Linked DNA regions of Mus musculus: region 1 is linked to region 2. The links are chromatin contacts, called in public HiChIP or PLAC-seq maps. All regions are on one chromosome and are shown on one strand. The core of a region is the stretch at or near the end of the contact, and the rest is flanking DNA. Distances in the headings are between cores, read along the strand shown. Region 1 has its middle 21 kb from the start of Gm40639. Region 2 has its middle 35 kb from the start of Prdm1.

Region 1 (3,833 bases), core at 1,144-3,643, 510 kb before region 2:
GCTTCTAGGCATCTGCCACCAGGGTTGGCTGCATGACTGCCATCTCTAGTGGCTGTGGCTGTGGCACAGAACTGCTAAAGCTGAGTGCATATGGTTACCCTGCACGTCTAACATGAACCACACCTCTGTTTCCTTGGTTCTGCTTGAGGTAATTTATTAAATCGCTTATTGATAAAAAGACCTGTAGCTGAAAATCAAGACCAGTCCTGGGGGGGGGGGGGGCTTGTCCAGGCCTTGTTTGTCTTTCTTTATCAGGTACAGATTGCAAGCAAGAAGGTGAAAAATAATCTCATTAATTTTAATAGGATATAGACTACATTTTTAAATATATGAAAAATGCTATTAATTAGTATAGTTTCCTTTTTTAGTGTTTGATCTGACTATACTTGTCTTAGAAAACCATTTAACCTCAAATTTAATTATGTTTATAATTATATATAAACTAATCTTAACAAGACCTAGAATATGTGGAAAGTCAATTTTAAAAAGATCTATTGCCAGCCTGATTCTAATTAATAAGAATAAATTATCAATTATAAAACATCATAGTACTCCCAGAGTGTATCTTTGTCAGGAACACATTAATATTGTACTCAATTCATTTTATCATTGTGGAAATCATTGAGTAAAATCATGGTGGAAAGTTATTTGGAAATATGTGTAAGGTTGAACTGTCAGAAGGAAAGAATTAATTAAGAGTGAAGAAGGAAAAAAAACATGCTTACATAGTCTTCCTATCTTTGTCTGGATCTTCTATTTTGTAAATTTTCATTGTTACTTTCAGCCAGCAGGTTCCTCTGTGGTCGTTATCATTTATTATCGCTTAGCACTCCTGTTTCAACACTGTAGTGAGATAGTGAAATGAGATTCGGGACAGTGCATACCAAAATGCAGAGTAATTTGAAATCTTTCCAAAATCAAGTAGAAATTAGTTGTGGGCTATCAGTGTGGGGAGGACACAGACTAGCAGCTAACTGAGAGCCACCTGTGCACATGTGCACAGCACACACGTGTCTCTGTGCTTCCGAGAAGGCAGGGAAGCATCCAAAATTAGCCCGCTGCTTCTGGTATTTGACTGACATCACTGACTACAATGGCAACTGGTGTTACTTAACGAGGTGTGGACCTGCTCAGTCAAGTTCAGCTGAGGGCTTACTTCAGTGGTGGTATGGCTTGCCTCCAAAGCACGTTCATGAGCGGACATTATTATTTCTCCCTGCATGTCTCAACCTATAGTGGGCTCAAAATGTGACTATCAACTAATGGAAATTCAGTTTATAAACATCCCCCTAGACACACACACACACACACACACACACACACACACAACTTTCAACTTGACACACCCACCACCACCACCACCACCACCACCACCACCACCACCACCACTACCACATGTATTCTAGTCCTCTCTGGGCTAACCAGGTTCCATAGGAAATCAAAGAGAATCCTAAAACATTAAAGTATGGGGGTTATTAGTGAGTGTCTTTATTTTCAATGTGCTTGTGTTCCTCAGACAGCTTGGGGCACCTGGCTGTCCTGTTAACTAGCATACTGAATTTTATGTAGGACGTCCTTGAAAGGCACTTTCACCTAACTCTTTGGCAGCCCCAGTCAGGTGGATGGCCTAATTTTTCCTGACTTTCACTTTGATAGATATAGTTTTGAAGGCTTACCTCCTCTTCCTCCTTCTCCTCTTCCCTTTTCAAATTCATGTGTCAAGCATGTCCCAACTGCTTTGCCCTTGCCTAGCTGCCTGTGGAGGGGAGATGGAAATTTCACATTTGAACCACATTGCCAGGAGCTCCTAATGAAGGGGCCCTGAAAGCTGCTGGCCCAGAGCCAAGTAGGCGCAGGCAGGAAGGGCAGTGTGGTCCTCAGGGGCTGGGGAGAGGGCATAGAGACATCAGCCACTCAGGTTCTGCGTGTCCCTTAGAGGAGACACAACACGTTCAGATGTAATATTTAAAATGCTGCCTTCTTAATTTCAAAGAAACCGTTTGGTAGCCTGTTAATCCCAATGCTTAAAATAATGACGCAATGCATTTGCTTTAGTTTAGACAAAACTCTCTTTAAGTGGCCTACTTTCATTTTCATCTGCACGAACAGTTTGTGGTTGTAATATTTGAGGTTTTAAAATTGTCTTAGTAAGGGAATACAGGTTTTTTTTTTTTTAAACCTGGCAAGCTTTTTTTCCCTCTAAATACCTTCACCTTGTTCTTATGACTCAAAGACTTACTTTCTCAGCCATGAAAGCTTCTTACAGACTCTGGCAAAGGGAAAGATAAACAGAAAACAGAAAAGGTGGCAAGCTTTGCAGAGTGTCAGATGCCCTGTACAGCTTGCCTTTTGTAAACTTCAATCATGGTGGTGTCTGTCTGAGAAGGAAAGACCAGGGAGTCCGCAGCTGAGGAGCCGAGTGTGCTGACACAGGATCACGTGCCACCTGACAGGGGACTGCTAATGGGTAGTGTGGGTTCTCTCTTTACCCCTCAGACTTCTCTTACATGATCACAGTGAGGCTGGAAGGTGAAGGCTAGGACAGATAGATTAATATGACAGCTTTTCTCCACAGTGAAGTCATTTGTTAAATAAAATCTCTGGGAAAGCTGACATCATAAAAGAAGTTAGATAGCTCCGGGAGGCAGTCACCACCCTCGATATCCTTGAACTCCAGAGACTTAATGATCTTCAAATAAGTAGTATTTAAACAAATCCCTTTTCAAATGAAGCAAAGGTCTGTTTATTTAATAATCACCATAAACTTTAAGTGGCAGAGAAAACTCCCTTGAATTGATATTTTGTAACAACTGTGTATACTGAGTAGGTGTTTGACTCCTAAAAGTTAAAGGTATTTCTGTTGTTGTGGTTAAATTCTGAATTTTACTGGCTAATCTGTGGGGATAAAAAAAAATAATTACTACTATGTTCAAATTTTGAGCATAAGTGGCCTTTTGTACATTCACATGGAGGGAAGTGGTGAGAGCGAGTTGTTCATCCCTGCAGCTGATGAGGACTGTGTGCACCCATATGCCCTCAAGGTATAAGCAGGACACCCACCACACCTTTATTCTAGTGCACAATGCACAGGGAAGCCTGTGACTCTGGAGGTTAGCATCTGCTCTGTGAGATGCCCTAGACATGGCTTGATGACTCTGTGGGGCTTTTCTATGCAGTCTCTGAAGTCAGACCACTCTGAGGCACATCTATGACAATGTGGTTGGTTTTTGTCTATGTGCAGATTCCTGTGTAGTTGGATTTGTTTGTTTGTTTGTTTGTTTTTTATGGGATTCTTTGAGAATTCAGAAACACACACACACACACACACACACACACACACTATAGATCTTTCTTGTTAGGGAGTTCCACAAACACCCTGAAGCCTGCATGACAACCCCTGATGCACATTCTTATACTTTAATTAATGAACTCATCGTGGATTATTTCTTTAATAGCCTTTCCAGGCTGTCTGCATTTTATTGCCACTTTTTGTCAAAGGAAACATTATTTTAAAAACAATTGAGCAGAATGAGAGTTTTTGAAAGGATGGAAGAAGAAACAAAGAAACAAACTTAAAATCCCAGCAGCTCCTGAGATTCAGTCCCCTTAGAAAACAAACACACTCTCTAGCAAGTGAAATGAGTCAGCACACTCTGTCTATGCTAATTTAAGAAAGGAAAATAAATTCTGAGTTCAGAACAGTACACCCCACTTTTCTAGGCGTTTCTGTCTCATTCTTCATTGAAGTTCTGATCTCTCCTGCATGATGGCCTCCGGCCTGCTGGTCTACCTACAGCTAGCTCCTCTTATCACAACACAGCACATTCTTATCT
Region 2 (3,996 bases), core at 1,125-3,624:
TCACTACAAAACAAATGAACAAAAACTATGATGGAGTTGAAACTAGGAAACAAAAATTATATTGACTTCCTTTTTCGTGATTCACAGAACCTTTGGCTTGCCTCCTGTCCTTCCTTATCACCTGATACTGCTCTTGCTTGGTCTCCTTTCTAAACATTATGCTATACCCACGCTCACCTGCTTACAGATATGCATGTATACATTATAAATGAGGATTCACAGATAAGGGAGAACTTAAGAGATGTTCTTTCTGAGTTTGGGTCTCCTTGTTTGTACTGTCCAAATCTGCCCATTTGTCTCAAAATTTCATGATTTTATTTTTTATTTTTGTTTTGAGACAGGGTTTCTCTAGGTAGCTCAGGCTGTCCTGAAACTCACGCTGTAGGGCAGGCTGGCCTCAAACTCACAGAAATCCACCTGCCTCTGCCTCCCAAGAGCTGGCATTAAAGGCCTGCATCACCACAGTCATGTCTCCAACTTATGTTTCTTTACAGCTGAAATGATATTCTATTTTGTGTGTATACCACATTTTCCTTTTTCTAGTCATCTATTGATCACTTGGTTGGTTCCATATCATAGAGCAGCAATAAACACAAATATACAAATATCTCAGATATAATGTGGAGTTCTCTGCATACTTGCCCAGGAATGGAAGGAATACCTGCATCGAATGCAAGTTCTGTTTCTAAGTTTGAATATTTCTCCAGTCTTTTCACCATACTTTCTAGAAATCGTGAAGTTTCTATACCTATATGTTTATGTATTTATTATTTACTCATGTATTCATCTGACACAGGACTCCTCATAATCCCCCAGCCCCAGAGTCCTGGATAACTGGAATTGTAGGTGTTGCTAGATAGCTCACACTTGCTAGACATTCTTAATTATCTGACCCAACAAGGATCAAAGACCTAGCCCCCAAAATCGGTGACTTTAAGCAATCTCATCCTCGTAAAAGGATAAGAGGAAGTAAGAGAAGATTGTTCTCATTTCCAGAGAGAATTGGGTAATAGCCAGAAGTAAGAAAAAAAAAAAGTTGGAGTTCACTGAGCCCATTCCCAATCCCATCCATATCCCCCATTCCCTGCCCACCAATGGAAAAAGGTGAACAGACGGTAAACTCTCTTGTGTCTCCCTTGCTAAGACCTAGCTAAGCTTTACAGGGAAGGTGACAGATGCATTACCCGGGCTGCGTGCACTAGAATGTGTTTGAAGGCGACTAATTCTGGATAACTTTTCCTGGTACACCACCAGGGCTAGACGGTATGATTTCTCAGCTCTCTTACTATCACCCCAAACGGGAACTATCCCAACATAGACACCATGGTCCACGAGACACAATTCAGTTCACTGGGAGCAGCAGCGTTAATCTCCAGAGAAATGGCTATTGCACAAGGTGTGTGGAGAAAGGGAGGCGAAACTTGGATTAAGGGTTGCAAGTCCACGCTTTTACTGTTTAACTTAAGATATATGGCTCAAAAAAAAAAAAAAGTTTCGTCTTTGGCTTTTTAAAAGCAAACAAACTTCAGCTGAGATTTCTCTTCCTGGTTTCTGGAACAATGCCCTCATTTATTGTGGGTTATTCAAAACAGCACATTTTAAAATAGCAATTATAGTGCAGATGATAGAGCAGGCCAAATTTGCACTGTGCTAATCTCTGTACAGAGACCTGGGAAGTCAGTGTGGTTGCTTCTCTTTTATTAGTAGCCGAAAGCCGTTTGCAAGCGTTTTCAGTTAAAGAGCCTTGTTCACATTCACAGGGTTTGTTGTTGTCTTAAAACCCGATCGAGGTCAGGGTGGAAGGCCCCATCTCCCCTGGCTTTTTTGGAGTCTATCTTTGGTTCTCTCTAAAACAAAATGGTTAATATAATAGAAAGGCAAGAATCTCTTTACATTTCCTTCTGATGAGACCATGAGGGAGATTTACAGGAAGCGGGGTCTTTAAAAGTGAAATTGAATGTGGAGTGTTTTCTCAACAACAGCCAAGCCAAACCAAGGCTCAAGACCTGGAAAGTGCTCTAAATAGCAGTCTCTTCTCCCCTACCTAGGCCTATGCCATGTCCTCATAAAATACCCACTACACAAGGTGCCATTGAGTGTGTGTTTACCTTGAACAAGATAAGAAGTGTCACCAGTGTTAGAAGAAAGGAAAACAGGAGCCCTGGTCCCCCTTTAGAGAAGGGAAAGGAAGACAAAAAAAAAAAAAAAAAAAAAAACTTGGCAGGATGCTAATCAGGCCTATTCAGAAAAGCCCTAATTAATGTAATTAAAATCTGTCAGATCAAACTGATTACCCTGATACTCAAGCCTGGAGTTGGGACTGAGGCTCCTGGGGGGAGGGGAGGCAGCTGCTGCTTCGAAGGTGGAGTTAAAGTTGCCGGAGAATGAGATGGATGGTCTCCTAAGTGATCAAAGCATCTTGAGAGGGAGGACAGTGAACTCCTGACTGGAGATCCAGTTTCCGCCCCATGCGCAAGGAGGCAGGTGTCTGGCTTGGGATGGCGGTAGGCAGGGGGCAGCTTGCTTTCCTCTCTAACAGCTAGACCACAGGTGAGAGACACTTTCATCTCCTGACAGGCCCCTGTGGAAGGAGTTGGCCATGACCACTGCTCACGAGCAGGAAGCAAAGACCATGCCGTGTGGCCCTCCCAGTATGGCTACTGATACACCAGCCTTTGGCAAATCCACCTGAACACAGGCACTGGCCAGAGTCCAAACTGCTCTGCTCTAGAGAGAGGGCAGACTCTGAAGCGATAGCTTTGCAGAAATTCCAGGTGGCCTGACTAGAAAAATGGATATTTCATCAACAGCAGGAGAGTCTTATTCTACCCAAATGGAAGAAAGGATAAATCAACGTAGGATAAACACATCCTCTGACCTTCTAATCAATATCCTGACAGTGTCCTCTTCCTGAAGGCTATAAAGTAGCATTCTCTTAACAGTTTATTCTGAAGATAATGGCAGGTACTCGTTAACTCCCTACTAATCAGAACATTAAAAAGCAGGATTCACCTATGAGACTGCTGATAACCTTATGAATTATCTTATATACTCTTCCTTGTTTGTTTGTTTGTTTTAACTTGATTTTTTTAAGACAGGGCCTCTGAAAGGCTCAGAACTCTGTTAGACCAGCCTGGGCTCAAAGTCATGGAGATCAACCTGCCTCTGCCTCCAGAATGCTGAGATTAAAGAGATGTACCTTGTTCAGTGTTGTTGGTTTCTTTATTTGTTTTTAACAGACCAAAATAATGCAAGACTAAATCTCCTAGCTCACGGAGCAATAGGAATGTTATACCCAGTTTGATTTTTCTCCTAATAAAAACTAGAGAGAGGAGGTTAATCGGTGGAGGTCAGAGAAGAAGTTGGTGTTTCAGCTCGTCTTCTATTGCAAATGCTGTTTGTATTGTGCCCCTGGTTAGTTACAGCTTTGGAACGTTAGTTTATGGGGCTTCTTTTTAAAAGTTGTCTCTCACTACAGAATGGATTTTCAGTGGCAACACCCATAGAATGGTGGACAGACATGAGAGGTCAAAATATAAATTAACAGTTGCGTATCTTCCTTTCATCGTGTGTAGCTTAACTAATCACATAAGAATAATATGTTTTTTTTTATTAAGGTAAATCATTATTGTAGGAAGTAAACAGGACCTGACAAGGAGAATGTGTGTGGCAGGATCCCTACCACAGAGAAATGTGGTAGCACTCGTTGGTGTCTCCAGAATTTAAGTGACCAAAGCAGCCAACCTAAGCTATGTAGTGAGTTAAAGGGAGGACTGGGCTACATCTCCAGAATTTGGTGTGCCTGTACGTGTGCTTACTCCAATGCTTTCCTCTGTTATCCTCATCCTCAAAGTTGCATTGTGCTAAGAAACAGGCACAGTGGTTCTACCAATGTGGATTATAGGGCTTTCACTAAAAGCTGAAAGACTAATAAGCAAGCTGTCTTGGAAGCTAAGAGAGTAAGCGTTGGGAGTTTATGACCCAAGGCCTGTTTTT

The links. HiChIP or PLAC-seq counts read pairs in DNA pulled down with a chosen protein or histone mark.
Region 1: a contact with region 2 is called in a PDX1 HiChIP or PLAC-seq map of a beta-TC-6 cell line, with 22 times the contacts expected there. The contact joins two enhancer-like sites. A contact is called at or near these places in 7 of 39 promoter capture datasets (the C10 cell line, cranial neural crest, frontonasal cranial neural crest and 4 more), 3 of 484 Hi-C or Micro-C datasets (bone marrow-derived macrophages, cerebral cortex and pre-B cells), 11 of 115 datasets of contacts at active chromatin or transcription factors (a beta-TC-6 cell line, bone marrow-derived macrophages, craniofacial prominence and 8 more) and 1 of 9 other capture datasets (embryonic stem cells).

Annotation. Positions count from the first base shown.
Region 1 is chr10:45,001,456-45,005,288 of GRCm38.p6, reverse strand. No RefSeq gene overlaps it. Among named protein-coding and RNA genes, the nearest start is that of Gm40639, 21 kb to the left of the region's middle. Within about 2 kb of position 2,393, at least 85 of the 459 cell types and tissues checked have an H3K27ac peak or open chromatin away from gene starts, as enhancers often do.
Region 2 is chr10:44,491,654-44,495,649 of GRCm38.p6, reverse strand. It overlaps a transcript of Prdm1 not described here. Among named protein-coding and RNA genes, the nearest start is that of Prdm1, 35 kb to the right of the region's middle. Within about 2 kb of position 2,374, at least 18 of the 459 cell types and tissues checked have an H3K27ac peak or open chromatin away from gene starts, as enhancers often do.